Regions from separate parts of the Arachis hypogaea genome. Here region 2 is linked to region 1. The links are chromatin contacts, called in public Hi-C maps. All regions are on one chromosome and are shown on one strand. The core of a region is the stretch at or near the end of the contact, and the rest is flanking DNA. Distances in the headings are between cores, read along the strand shown. Region 1 holds the start of LOC112727286. Region 2 holds the start of LOC112729224 (probable methyltransferase PMT11).

Evidence for each region. A called contact is a pair of places that touch in the nucleus more often than the background predicts.
Region 2: a Hi-C map of an unstated tissue shows a contact between it and region 1, with 5 times the contacts expected there. The contact joins the promoter of LOC112729224 here to the promoter of LOC112727286 in region 1. A contact is called at or near these places in 3 of 8 Hi-C or Micro-C datasets (leaf and an unstated tissue).

Annotation. Positions count from the first base shown.
Region 1 is chr12:33,035,414-33,042,941 of arahy.Tifrunner.gnm2.J5K5, forward strand. LOC112727286 reads left to right here and starts at 3,384. Exons shown (of 5, transcript XM_025776968.2): 1 at 3,384-3,784; 2 at 4,500-4,739; 3 at 4,927-5,002; 4 at 5,772-5,898; 5 at 6,067-6,478. The coding sequence starts at 4,626. The coding sequence ends at 6,271. It overlaps LOC112727285, which reads right to left. Exons shown (of 3, transcript XM_025776967.3): 3 at 6,799-7,528. The coding sequence ends at 7,149.
Region 2 is chr12:33,323,974-33,331,501 of arahy.Tifrunner.gnm2.J5K5, forward strand. LOC112729224 (probable methyltransferase PMT11) reads right to left here and starts at 4,367. Exons shown (of 3, transcript XM_072210447.1): 1 at 4,297-4,367; 2 at 4,055-4,132; 3 at 3,218-3,831. The coding sequence starts at 4,316. The coding sequence ends at 3,624. It overlaps LOC112727288 (a long non-coding RNA gene), which reads left to right. Exons shown (of 6, transcript XR_011868462.1): 2 at 355-412; 3 at 843-908; 4 at 1,000-1,095; 5 at 1,418-1,478; 6 at 1,827-2,095.

The sequences.
Region 1 (7,528 bases), core at 2,134-4,633:
TAATTAATTAATTATGACCGGGTCAACCAGTTGAACCTTTGACAGAACCTCGGATACTGGTGAGTGCAAATTTAATTGAACTTTTGAGTACTTCTGTGCAATATATTTAGTAGTTTTGAAATATGCCTGAGTCAATGCTTTTCTATTGCGTTAGGGAGGTCCGGAGGGTTGGTGGAGCGCACAATTGTTTAGCACCCACCATGTCCCGAGACCATCGACAGTTGGATAGCAGTCTCATCTGCAAGGTCATACTACCGTTGATATAATCCAACCTCTCTGTCAGCATCACGGTCCTGCAAGGTACGGTCAGAGCGAGCTATCACTTTAAACCCTCCTACAGCAAGGTGTGAATGGCGAAGCAGAAGGCAATTGCACAGATCTACGGGGATTAGGAGGAGTCATACAACAAGGTGCCGAAACTACTTCAGGCACTGTAGAGCTGTTTTCCCGGCACCATTTGTGAGCTATGGGACGGACCATACTACGATGGACACCTTCTGGTCCGCGACTGTAGCATGTTCGATAAAGTATTTTGGGCTTTCCCATCCTGTGTTGAGGCTTTCAAGCATTGTAAACCGTTTTTTTTGTCGATGGCACGCATCTGTATGGCAGATACGGTAAAGTGTTGCTTATAGCGGTGGCACAAGACGGCAACAACAACATCATGCCTATTGCTTTTGCCATTGTCGAGTCCAAGAGTACCGAGTCATGGTCGTTCTTCCTTACTAATCAGAGACGCCATGTCACCCCACAAGACGGCCTACTGGTTATCTCCGATAGATTGCAGGCCATCAATGCCGCCCTCAGTGCCGATGACAGTGGTTGGCATCTCCCTAAAGCCTCACGCTTACTGTATCAGACACATGGCGGTGAACTTTATGACTCGTTTTAAGTCAGCCGAGGGTAAGAGATACCTTATAAACACTGCTTACACTGTTTTTAAGTATTTTAAAGCTTTTGTAATAGGATCTTTTTAGTATAAAAAATATTAAAGTTAAATAAATATTTCTTTCTAAGTTAAAGATATTCCTAATTAAGAACATATTTACATCTTTAATTACTTGCTTTTTCGAAGAATAGTATTCTGTTCATTTTAATATATTTGATACTAAAAAAAACCTAACTAGAAGATTATAATAAGTAGTAACAACCTACTACAGATAAAATAGAGTTCTAAACTAATAACTATGTCGTAGCAATAACCTACCACTATTAAATAGAGTTCTAAATTTCTACAAGCGACCTATTCTTAACTCTACAAACTATACTCTAGTTCTTTGCGACTACCCTAACCATGGGTACATACAAAAATATGTCTATAGAGGATTGCACAAAATTTAACACAGCAAAACTAACCTCAAAGTCGGCTGCCCCGGCGTAATTCGAAGTTTCGTTCAGCCTGTTGATGTCTCCATCGTTACCAACTGCGCACGTCATCGTCGTATGTATTGATAATATGATTAGAAAGAGGTAAAAGAGACGATAATAAAAGAGGGGTATTTATTTCGGTAATAATTTTTTAAAATATTTATTTCAATAATTATTATAATTAATTTATTTATTAAAAATAAAAAATTTCTATATTAATAAGTTTATATTTATCATATTTTTCAAATATTCAGAGAAAAAGAATAAAGACAATAATAACAGAAATCTAAAATATATTGTAACGAATAGAAAAATAAATCAGACGTTCGTTTTTTCCGTTTTCTCTTGCTTCATGCATCTGTTCACAGCACTATAATTGCATAATTATTCATATTACTTCTTATTATATGTTTGTATTAGGATTAACTAACAAAATTCATTTAAAACCCCATTATACACTACTTCTCTATAAGCCAAACATTTTCGTTTTTTTCTTTTCATCTGCATCCCATGTTATGATTTTTTTTTCTAAATGTTCACTTTTAAATGTATCGTTAGTTTATTTTAAACATTTTTTATCTACTCAAAAGACAAAACAGATAATTATATTGGCTCAACCTATATGCACCTAACCAACTAATTAGAATGCTTTTTGTAATTACTTGAATACACTCACTATGCCAAAAAAAATTCAGTCCATCATCACAATCCGTTATTATTAATTGTTAATTAGTGTTAATCTACTTCATCTTCAACGAAAACCAACGCACTCCTCTACATGATAATTATTGTACACGTCCTGCACAATACTGCAACAATAAAAATGTTTTTTTACATATACCTGTCAAGATTTTACAATGACATCACATTTCTACATGTGTAGAAATCATGTATGCTTCTACACCAGATAATTCACTAGCAGAAGAATCAAATGACCAAACAGTGTACCTAATGTGAAAAATTTGATTAGATCGAAACTCTTAGGTGTTTGAGAATAAGTCTTAGAGAGTTATTCTTTCAAGCCATGAAACTCGCTAATGAATTCAGAAGGCATCAAATCTATTTTTATCTCGTATTCTCAGGGCTGGTAATGGGTAGAGTATGTTAAGGTTTGGACTCTACCTAACTTTATTTACGGGTTAATTTTTTTTTTAAAATTTGATCCAATTCTATCTGCGAATTGAGAATCTCTCAATCCTAACTCTAGCCGCATCCTAAAGTTTTAAACTCTATCTTACTTGTTATTTGTAGAAAAATAAAATTTTTTTAAACAAATATAAAACTCAACCATTCTAAATTTCATACATATTAATAAAATAGAAAATAAAAAATAAGTTTAAATTAAAATTAAAAACAATATAAAATTTTAAAAAACCTAATATAAAATTACAAATAATATAATTATCAACTAATTTAGTGGTTATTTCAAATTTTTATAAAAGAAAAATTGTGCTTTTAACATTCTTTTTTTTTCATTACATACATAATTTTTAGATATTGTGCGAATAAGATTCGATAGAGTATATCCTAAATTCGTACCTTATTCTATTCGCAGACAAACTCGCACTGCACTCTATTCTATCCACAACGAGTCGAATAAATAACCCTATTCGAATGAATTGGTCCGAATTAAATAACCGCAGATAGAATATATATTACAAGTAGTACTTATTCTCATGAGCTCAACCATCATCTCTCTTTTTGTAGAACTGTCATAAAGATTTTTTTTGAAAAAGCTCCATTTCTTGAGTATTGTGCGTTTTATACCACTTGGACAGGTATAATGCTTATTTTCATTTTTTATTAACTCTATATAAAAAAATTTGATTAATTATTGATAATCAAAAAATTAAAAATAAAATTAAAATTAAAATTTAATTCCAATGTTAAAAATAAAATTAAAAATTAAAAATAATTTTAAAATTTTTGATAAAATTTAAAAAATATATTTTTTTTTGGTAACTTAAAAAAAATTCTTTACCCTTAAAAAAATCAAAAGAAACCCTATATGATCTGAACCCGCCCCAACTACCCTTTGCTCTTGCTGCTGCTACTACTACCTTCCTCTTCTCCCCTTCCTTTCCCCCCCTCTGTTTTCCCACTCGGCCAGAGTCAGCGCCTCCGGCAATTGTAGCTACGTTTTCCACGTCTCCTCCTGCTCCGTTCAACTCCAGCGTCTCCGTTCTCACACTCACACAGTCACACTAGCCTCCAAGAGAGATCAGAGAAGAGAGAACTGGTTCGCCTCCTGCGTCCGGGCTCGTGCTTTTGAATCCGCCTCTGCCTCTGGTTCCTCCGCCCGCGGCTGCTTCGTTCGCCTCCTGCGTCCCCTTCTGTTTCCGCCGCTGCTTTTTGTCCTGCTCGGCTGCTCCGCTCGTGCTTCTGAGTCTGCTTCTCCTCAGCTGTCCTGTTTCTGGTTCGTTCTTTTTCTATTTTCTCTAATTAGTATATTTAGTTGCTTTCTAATAATGTGTTTGTGCAGATATATGGTTTTGAGTTTTTGGTGTTAATAGCTTAGAAGGTGAGAGCAGATGTAATAGGCAAATAGTTAGAGTTATGATAATTTGTCTTATGGTTCAAGGTGTGAAAACTGGAAGTGGCAAATAGAATTATGTCACTGTTAAGTGAGTGAGGGAGAGACAAAATTGGTGAACAGAATCAGTTCAGATGTCTTATGAAATTTTACGAAAATAGATACTGTATACCTAATTTGATATGCCTAGTGTTATCCTATTGATGGTTTTTGTTGTTTGATTTATTTTTGTTGTTGAGCTGCGTTTTTCTCTTTCTTTGAACTTGTATGACATGGTCGTTGGACTGCTACTGTGCTCTCTTAGAGCTTCTGCTAACCATAAAAAAAAGGCAAATAGGTTATGGTGTTGCTGGGTTTTGTTCTGTTTTGGTTATTTTGGTTATTTTGCATAGGTACTGCTCCTGAGTCCTGACCAAGTTTATTCTTGGATCCTAGCTCCACTGTTGTAGATATTTTTTCCTTTAAGTATATAAAAAAAGTATATAAAATGTTATTTTTATTTTATTATTGTATCAAACAAAAGGAAATGCTAATCTTGGTAGTTTATTATCTTTTTTGCATTAGTTATGTCTAACAATAATGACTCTGATTTCCGCAGGGAAACCAATTCCAGGAGCTTAGAGCTCCACAGTGAAATATACCACTGCCAGAGTGAATGCACCATTGTTAGCTCTGCTGTGGTGAAATTAGGTTTAAGTTGATTTAGGAGAAGTGAATTTTCGCCATGAGAGGAGGAAGGAAGAATTTGAAGAGAGCAACGGAGGAACGGCACATTACCCTTCAAGATGGTCAATCCATCATGCAGGTTGTCTCTCTCCGTGGCTCCAATCTCATTGAGGTACTTCTTCACAACTTCTACATCTTCGAAATCATCTTTTCATATCACTTTTGTTTTGATCCATGAACCTCGTAACATTCTTATCCATTCAAATCTTTTAAATGGATGGTTATCTTTTGATAGCTCACTTCATAGTTCATATTGTTCTTATTGGTGTTTCTACTATGATTATTTTCTTGTGTCGAAGGTCATGGATGCACACGGTGAGAAATCATTAGCGCTGTTTCCTGCTAAATTTCAGAAGAGCATGTGGATAAGACGAGGTTTGTTCTATGTAAGCAGTAAAGCAATACCCACTGTTCTAATTTAGAGACTATTGAACATGCCATCTCGTTTTGTCTTCTAAAAGTTGAAAAAATAAAGGAGTAATGCACAAAATTATCCTTGAAAGATCATATATGAGTGAATTTAGTTCCGGAAAGATTCAACGCCTCAATTTGATCCCAAAAAGACTCAACGCCTCAATTTGATCTCAAAAATACCAACCAACGTGAGTCAACTTGTAGTTGACACGTCACAGTTAAGTGTCATGTGGCACATTATGTTGGTATTTTCAGGACTAAATTGAGCTTTCAAGGATTGATTTGAGCATTAACACAAAAAATTTAGCATTTTGCTTTTGTTCTCTAGTAAGTAGTAATATTGTTTCTTTATCTTAGTAAACCAGTGGACGATGGTTCTCTATGTCCATTTGGGTATTGGGACAACTTTAATGCTAATATGTTATATGATCTGTTTTAAAGCAGTGTCAACTCTTGTTACCATCACAATTTGTTGAACGAATCCTACCCATCAGAATTGAAATTATTAATTCCGTTATCTATATTCTACTGCTACACTTGTAGTTGAAACATTTATTATGGCTATTTGAATAATCTATTCAGGGAACTCGCTGTGTTTTATGTAACTTTGACCCCTCAGCGAATGAATTTCGGTTCAGCATATATAGAAATTGGGCTGTTTCTTTTGAATTAATTTCTTTGGCCTCCACTTCATCTGTTAACCATTACAAGTTGATTTCTCAATGTGCAGGGAGCTTTGTTGTAGTTGATGAAAGTGGAAAGGAAAAGGCTCTTGAATCTGGTAGCAAGGTGGCTTGTCTTGTTTCCCAGGTTCTTTTCTACGAGCAAGTTCGAGCACTTCAGAAATCTCCAGAATGGTGTGCTCTCATTTCCAGCTTTGATTTCTAGAGTTCTACTTGCATTGAGTTTCCCTGTTGAATAATCATTTGATAACAGGGTTTTATTATCCAACTAGAATTTTATATGGCAGTTTTCATTGGTAACCATATCAAAGGCACATCTTATACTTCATTGTTTCCATGTAGGCCTGAAACTTTTAAATCTGAGATGGTTGATGATTCAAATGAAAGGAGCAGCTCCCAACAAGAAAGCAAGATAGAGGAGAATGATGACAACGACAACGATGATGATGATGGACTACCCCCATTGGAAGCCAATATGAACCGGATGAGACCTTTTGAGGGTCAAATTGAAGAAGACTCGGAATCCAGTTCAGATACAGATGCTTGAACAGTGGTTCCAACTTACATGGTCCAACCAACCATGATACAAGTGATGGTCCCTGGAAAAACCAATCAAAATAGATTAGGAAATCTCTTCTTTACCCTCTCTTTTATTTAAATTTTCATGATGCGGAACTCATAAAACATCCTGATAACTTGGAGTCTACCCATTGTAGAATGCTTCTTGAAGGAATACCTGAAAAATTTTGTTTTTTGAGTTGTTGCCATTAAGTTATGTTTGACACTAAAACTCACTTGCACAAAATAACAAAGTATATCACATATTTTGCTACAATATCAAAAAATTGAGCCTCGGTGTTGCCCTCTATTTTTCATCTTTGGTTCATCAAGTTTATCTAGAATGAGACTATAACAGCTTACTAATCAAAATACAAAAGTAATTTAGGTTTCAAACCTAGCAGAATAAAATGGATTCCAACTTTGTTTAATCCATGCTATCTATAATCCAACCACTTACTGACAAAAAAGTAAAAAAAAAAAAAAAAAACGAAGGAAAAGAGAAAGAAAAAAAAATTACTTAACATGACTATTTTTAGTATAATGTTATATCAATGTGATCACATTTGTTTTAGTGATTACATGGCATGGATATGAGATCTACCCTTAATATCTAATCATATTATCAGTGTATAAATACGCTAACTACATATCTGGAAATTGAATTCAGAATTATATGAGGACTTTAAAATACCCACATTAACCACTTCTATGCACAACAAATCATTTATACAATGATGAAGCTATGGATACACTAGACAAGGAAACTTTACATTCTTGGTCCTCCCCAGCTTTTCAATTCAGATTCACTAAACATCGATATTCTGTTGAGACTATGACTCTCTTTCTTGAGTTCGATAGTTCTATCATAGATGAAGTTGTGAACATTTTGTAGGTCTTCCACTGAGGTCACTTGATGGAGGGCCTGAAACATTTGATGAATGAGAAGCTAGTTTTCTGTTCTGCGGCGAAAACTTGAATACCTCTGAACATTCACCGCATTTTAGTTGGCAATGTCCTCTTTTAGAATGGAGAAAATCTTCAGGCAACCGCAGCAGGTTCAAGCATTTATGACAAGTAACAAAAGGAGCTCCACCAGCTACCGGCCGATATTTCCACTTGGTCATGTGTTCTTTCTCCCTTAAATATCTCCTTAACTTGTCAGCTCTATGCTTGTGAGTGTCAGATTTTGTTTCACTTCCATACACTGGGAGTCTAGAGGTAGTGGACCACTGCAGACTGGAAG
Region 2 (7,528 bases), core at 3,117-5,616, 290 kb after region 1:
AATTCTATTAATAGTAGGATAACATTGAATCACTTTTATAAACGTTAGGGATACAAATAGGACGATTTAAACGTTAGGAACACAAATAAGACTTACCCCAAACGTTAGGAACAAAAACGATACTTTACTCAAAAAAGAAATGTGGCATTCCGAGTTGATTGAATTGAATAACAATTCAACATGATTTATGGAGGCAGATTCATTAGTAATAAGAAAATTAAGACATGGTTATTTTTGTAATTTTGATCCGGCTAAGTGAAAAGTGATGTTGGTAGCCCCAGGTTTGAAGGCTTGATAATAATAATTTTGTTATTTTCATCGATTCATTACTTGATACATAGTTTGTCTTCGTAGGATGTCTTGTCTCTCTTCTCTCTTCCCCTCCATTTCTATCTGGATCCATAGGCCAAAGGTATTCACTTCAATATCCATTCCCCTCTCTCTCAAGTGCCTCTGTCTTGATTCATATGCTCTCTGGTTTTCTTCTTTGATTTCAATTTTGCTGTCTTAACATATGCATTCATGAAAGCTCTAATATTTTACCTGCAAATTTCATATTTTCCAATATGGTCCACTGCTATCCGTACCCATTTGTTGTTGATCTGGTTGATTTGTTTGCTCGTTTGATGATTGCATGCCATCTATTTGTTAAAATCACGCAACCAAACTCATCTAATTTGTGAATTATGACATTATCCATTGTCAATACAAGTATAATTGTGTTAATGTCACTAATTTGCGCATGTATGTATTTGTATAATAAAATATTGTACATTCTAGTAGAAACTTCCGTTCTTAGCTACGTTTTTACGTTCTTGCAACACTCTCTCGTGGTTGTGTAGGAGCTCGCCCTTGAAAACCTTGTTGGGCATATTAAGTTGGACTCAGTGAGGCACTTCTTTGCTCTGGTGAGCATGATATATGCTGAAAAGTATTTCGAAATAAGTTTTATTGCTGTTGAGTACATTCTGAACAAAATTACTATTATTCTTTTTGCAGCCATGGGAGAAATGAATTGGATTCAGCGTAAGATCTTCCTCTACAATGTTACTTTTGGCCTTTATATGTTGGATTGGTGGGAACGCTGTACTTTTAGTATCCTCTATTGCAGTCTCTTCTACATGGCTTTTACCTCATTTACATTTTTTCTTTTTCTTTTTTCAACTGATCTAAAACTCAAATCATTTCTAGATATTTATGTGCGAGAAATGTGTGTCTTTTATGCCAAGAAAAGATAAATGAAACCATATTGGAGATACTTTACCATTTTGGATCATTTTAATTTAGATAATTTTTTTTCTTTCCAAAAGTTATTTCAGAACATTATTCGACAAAAAGCGCAAAGTTGAGTTCCTTGAATTCATGTGCAATCTTGTCTGTTGTGGTACTGCTTGTATATGTTCCTAAACTTTTCCAGATATTTTGCTGATTGTATTAATGTGGTTCGTGATACGATATGTTACTGAGTTCTTCAGGAGGTGAGTGCAATCCATTTCCTCCCTTCTAATATGTATTTTAATTATTGTAAATTTACCTAGCATTGCGAGATAGCCTTTTATTAAAAATTTAGCAAGTTAGTATCCATTTTTCACATGTCTTTCGCCAAATTCGCAAGTAAATGTGGATTCTTTGTAAAGCAACCCCTGAAGCCCTTTTAATATAGAATTACATTTAAAATGCTCTTCAAAATGATTTTATTGCTGAAGCTATACATAAACTGTTTTTGGTAACAATGCTAGCAATCTTTTGCTACTTTCTTCAGTACTAGAAAGATTGCTCTTGCTCCACCAGTTTGACCAAATTGTGTAGTTACATTTTAATCGCAGGTATGTGTTCAAGCAGTATATGTAGATGGTGACTTCATGATTCATATTAGTTGCATTTAGTGTAGCTGACTAGGAAAATATCCTGTAGCAGTTTGATATGAACTGACTTTGGAGTTTCTTCAAGCTCTCAACAGAAATTGCGCATCTCATGCCTGTTGTGCACCGTCGTTAATCTTATATTTTTGACATTCGCTTGCTTGTTAGATTGTATTATGTGGGATGATAATTGCGTTACTACGTTATAATAAATTTTTTGAGAATTTTTACTACTGTGTTTGAACTTTTTGAGAATTTTTACTACTGTGTTTGAACTATTGAAAATTTAAAATGTGAGATCCTCTTTAAAGCCATAGAAGGTTTCATTGAAGATCCATATTTGAAATGTATCAGGTGACTGAAGCTAACGAAATTTGTTTTGATCTCGTAAGATTTTCTTTCTAAATTGAAGACAGCTTAAAGAGAAAAGGAAAAAGACAACGATAATATATGTAAGCTAATAATGTTATCAATTTAACATAATCTCGCACAATTTGACAAAAGCCTCAAATTTTTTAACTATATAAACCCTAATTCAAATTTCTTAGTGCCCATATATATCCACCACCCAAAATCAGAAATATGAGTAATTATTGAATTAAAAAATTACTTTGAAGTCTCAATAATTATTGAAATTTGAAAATGGAAGAGTTTCTCTCCACTTACTAAATGAAACTCTTTGATGGAATAGTGAGAATATAAACAGATGATATAAGACAAGATGTAGATATCTCTTGTTGTAAACATGATAAAAGAATAAAAACAAGATCAATAAAACATGCTATGTTTAAAATTTTTATGCTTTTTAACAAAAAAATTATAGAGTAAAGGATATTTTCGTCCCTGACTTTTTTTTTTGCGGACATTTTTGTCCTCAAGGAATGGAAAATACATTCAAGTCCCTGACCCCTGAAAAACGTAGACATTTATATCCTTCCGTTGAATTCAGCCGTTTGCATTGGACGGAAAAGGATGAGCTGGCAGAGGTGGCACTGAGGTGGCCGTAACGAAGGCCAGGTGGCATGGAGCATTTCGTAACAGGACATATAAGTCCTTGGAGACAAAAACGACACCGTTTTTGTAACCTCCCCCAATCCTGTTTCGAATTTCTCTGCCTTTTCTTTTTCCTTCGTTCTTTTTCCCTTCCATTCTTCCTGCCTTCATCACTGCCGCACAGCGGCACCTCCGTCAGCCACCATCAACGCTGGCGACCTCCTCCTTCCTCTCTTTTCGCGTCTTCTTTCCTTTCTCACTCCCTTACTCCCATTAGTCTCTCTCTCTTCTCACTTTCTCTCATCTCTCTCTCTGCGAAGCTGACCCTAGAGCATGATTTTTCTTCAATCAAGAAGAAAATGTATACCTTATTTGGAAACTACTTATAAATCAATGGGAAAAATGTATCAAAATCGTACATAGATGATTTGTTCTATTTGGAATAATCAACAATGAATATATGTGGAATAGCTTTGTAATATACAAATAAATTGAATGTTACAACTAAGTTAGATGATGCACCTGACTTACCCAGCTTTTCGGGATCGCGCATCTCATGCCTAGTATCAACCAAAAAAATGCTTCCAACACTCATCACTTTTTGACCTCTTTAAGTAACAAGTGAGTGATACTAGCCACTTAAAATCTTCCTATATTTCTGAAATGACAAACAGGATTTCATGTTGTATGACTTCACTTCCACTATTTGTAGGATCAAAGCAAAACATGTGTTCCATTTCATGTTTATGCATACCTTCCCATTTTGTTTCAAGCATGTAGCAGGTGCTTGTCACACACCAATACTCTATAACTAGCATGAGGCCCCTCAGATGTATCTCTCAATGTGACTTGCCACCCCATTGCCTTGGCAATGTCTTGAATTTCATCCATGATGGCAATAGAATCGCGGATGTATACCCGTCCTCCTGGTCTTAGTATTCGGTCCATCTCAAGCATAATAGATGACACATTGCATCTGATAAGAGAGAAATCCAACACATAGACATTATCAATACTGGACTTTGCAGTCGAGCAGAGCGATCATAAAATAGTTATTTCCTAAGCTACTATTACGAAAGATGAATATCGGATTGGATATTCAAACCACAATTCTCATTTTTCTCATTATTAACAGAAATAGTGTAATGATTATAAGCCAGGAGGAAAGATACAAGCTTGATAAGAAAAGAAAAAGGTACCTTTTGCGCTCTGCAGAAAGAAGGTTGGCAGCATGCAGAAAATCATAGGTTCTTGGGTAGGTGTCAAATGCTTCACACCTAAATTATAAAAATTGCAGAATATTACAAAACACTAACAAGATCGCAAAAGTAATTTGGGGGAATTGATATAGAGGCTCTTTCAGTACATGGAATTGGGAAACCTCAGTACCACAAGGTGAACATTTGTATTTAATATATCTTAAGTAAGTTTTGTTAAATACCAGTCATGCATAACTCCCATCAATCCACGGTCGTAGATAACTGGCAAGGTATTTGTGCTACTAACAGGAACAACATTTGAAGGTTGTGGTAGGCTTAGAGAAGGGGGGTTGAATCTATGCCTTCCTTTTTAGTTGCTGTTATTACCTTTTTTAACAAATATGCAATTCTGATTCTGTTTGAACTCAGCAGCGGAAATTTATGAGACAATTTATTTTGGTCTCATGAATATCAGAAAACAGAACACAGCAGAGAAGAGAAAAGCTAACACCAGCATGTATCCTGGTTCGGTTGCCTTGTGCTATGCAACCTACATCCAGTCTCCTCCACAACTATGGAAGAATTTCACTATAGTTAACAGTATTACATACACCAATAACTCAAGATTGACCCAATCCTTTCACACTCAAGTTCTAACCTAACTTGACCTTGGCTATGCTAATACCTAACTATTCACTCTTAGTGCTAACCCAACTAAGAAAGGGATACCTCACAGGTACAAGATACAAGACATAAACACACCTAAAGAAATCTGAAAATAACTCTAGGCTTTTCTCTCAAGTGTTTCACTCAGCCTTTTTCCACTCATGGCTTTTTTACTTGAGTTTTCTCACAATGCCTTTTCTCACTAGAAATTACAGAATGATAAACATTGAAAAGAACATTACAATCAGTAAAACATGAAGGAGATTGACTTCATCAACAGCCTCTGTGCTATGCGAAAAACCAGATTAGCAAGCATCTGATTCAGTTCTTCATACTGGCGGAATGCACCTTTGATTAGGTTACACTGTCCAGTTAGTTGAACTTCTTCAAAGAACTCTCTTAGAACAATAACCTCTATTCACTGGTTTTCTCTCCTTGCTTTCTGAATGAACAGCAAGCTTCTTATATCTCCTTGCATGTGGCTGAGTTCTTCTTCCAAGGTTAACACCTTGAGCCTTGAGCTTCACCAACCCACAAGCTTACTTTTTCTTCTCAAGCATCAAAGTAGAACCTTTGCTTCTGACTTCTCCAACTTGAACGAAAGCCACAAAACAGTAACAATAGAAATCTTCTTATGGTCAACTTGATCTTAGCCATTGAAAAACTACTTGGTCCCCAAGTATCACTTGTGACCGTAGATGTGAAGCAGAATAGGGCAGAGAACAACTTTTCCTTGAATGCCATTTTCGGGTAGTGCAGAGAGTTGGGAAGAAGGGATGAAGATCTGATGCATGCAAGATGAGATGGATTACCTTTCTTAAGCTTGATTTAGTTTGGATTTTCTGTTTTAGCTTCTGTGCTTCAAGCTTTAACTCTCTCTTTCTTGCTTCTTTGGTTACTGGCTTAGGGAGAAAGCTTTTTCTCTCTTTCTCTTTCTTACTTTTCTGATGCCATGATTTGACTTGATTAGAGAGGAGAGGAACGTTGCTCACTTTGGAGGAGTGAAGAATTCAATCTTACAAGAGAAGCTTTGTGGGATGGATACGGGTTTGGATTATGTAACCCATTTGGCCCGATTTGATTTCTTAGGCTTCTTTCTTTGCTTTTGCTTGGGCTTTTAATTTTTTCTTTCAGCCCAATATTCTTTGCTGATTTCTTTTTATTTCATTTGGGCTATTAACATTTGGCCTGCAATAATAAACAATTAGTTAATAAGTAAATATAATTAATCAACACTAATTATTTATTTTGCCCAAAAATAATGTTTGTCATCACTAATTAATTTAGTTAATTTCTTAACTCAACAATCTCCCCCTTGATGACAAACATGATTTAAGCAATAATCAAAAAGGAAATGAGTTTGAGTCAGGTTTAGAAAACTCCCTTTGATTTTTGTCATTTGCTTTTATGTTGCTCCCCCTTTCCTTTTCAAGGTTAGCTCCCCCTGAATTTATGCTCTTCTCTTCTTTCCTGTTTACATATACTTATATGGAACTAAACAGATGCTATGTACTAACCAAAAGTATAGCAAACAGTGATAGTTTAAATGGCCAAAATAGAGCTTTAATACATCAGGGTCAGAATCAGATAGCAACATATCATAATCAGCCCAACATCAAGCTATTACCATCAGCAAACAGATTCAGCATGTGAAAACAAGTATTAATGCAGCAAAGATTATTCAACATGTAAACTCAAGTATAGATGCAGCAAAAATCCCAAAAAAATTACTAGGGTCCTATTGCTATTACTCCCCCTTTTGTCATCAAGGGCGGATAATAAACAAGATCAACAAAAAAAAAGTCTTGTATCCTACAGAAAAGAGTTAGAGCACAGTTCAAAGTGCTAACTAAACTACCAAAGGTGCAGTAATATCCAGAGTCATTACAGTCATCCAAAATGAAACAGTTTAAAAGAACTAAAGAAGCAGCATTCATGAGACAAAAAAAAGTAGCAATAACAGTTTTTATGAGACAAATCCTAGGCATCAGAACCATTCCCCTCCGAAGCGGCTTCCTCTTCAACATCCGTGGCAATGTCTTCATCATTTTGAAGGTTGTCAATGAAGATCATCAGTACAACCACCCTATCCCTTGATTTCTTCAGAAAGTTCTCATGCTTGCTAGCCAGCTTCCTTTTCTCTTTGCTCAATTCAATCAAGTGATTTGATTGGGAGACAAACTCTTGAGCAACATCCCTGACCACATTCAGCATAGTGGATTTCTTCCCAGTAGAGATGGAAGTACCCTCAGTGGAAGGAGCAGTAGAATCATTAGGAATGAAATCTTCATCATCATCATCTAGAACCACTCTCTCAGATCGAGTTGGTCCTTTTTGCTGTTTCACTGAACCACCTCCCTTTAGATATGAATGTCTATTTTCATATTTCTCATTGGTCAAGTCAACACCAAAATACTCAAAAATTCAAATTAGGAACATGCCATAAGGAAGAGCTTTGTCCTTTTCACTTCTAACAGATTCAAACATGTATCTAACCATCAAATATGCAAATGAAATTTCAGTTTTGGTGAGAAGGGCATATAAAACAAGAGTATCAGTGTAGGAAACCCTTTGATATGAGCCGCTTTGAGGCAGAATAATATGATTGACTATTCGGTGCAGTTGAGCACGCTCATATCCTAGGGCTTTGTGAGTGGGTGTAATGCCATCTATTAAAGAGATATGTTCACAAATACTAGCCAGGGCATCATTGTAAGAAACACCAACTCCTTCATCCCACTTAACTGACGTGTAGGCACAGGGCCCAACATCAGTATACTTCAAAGCATCACTGATGGTCTCATTGTT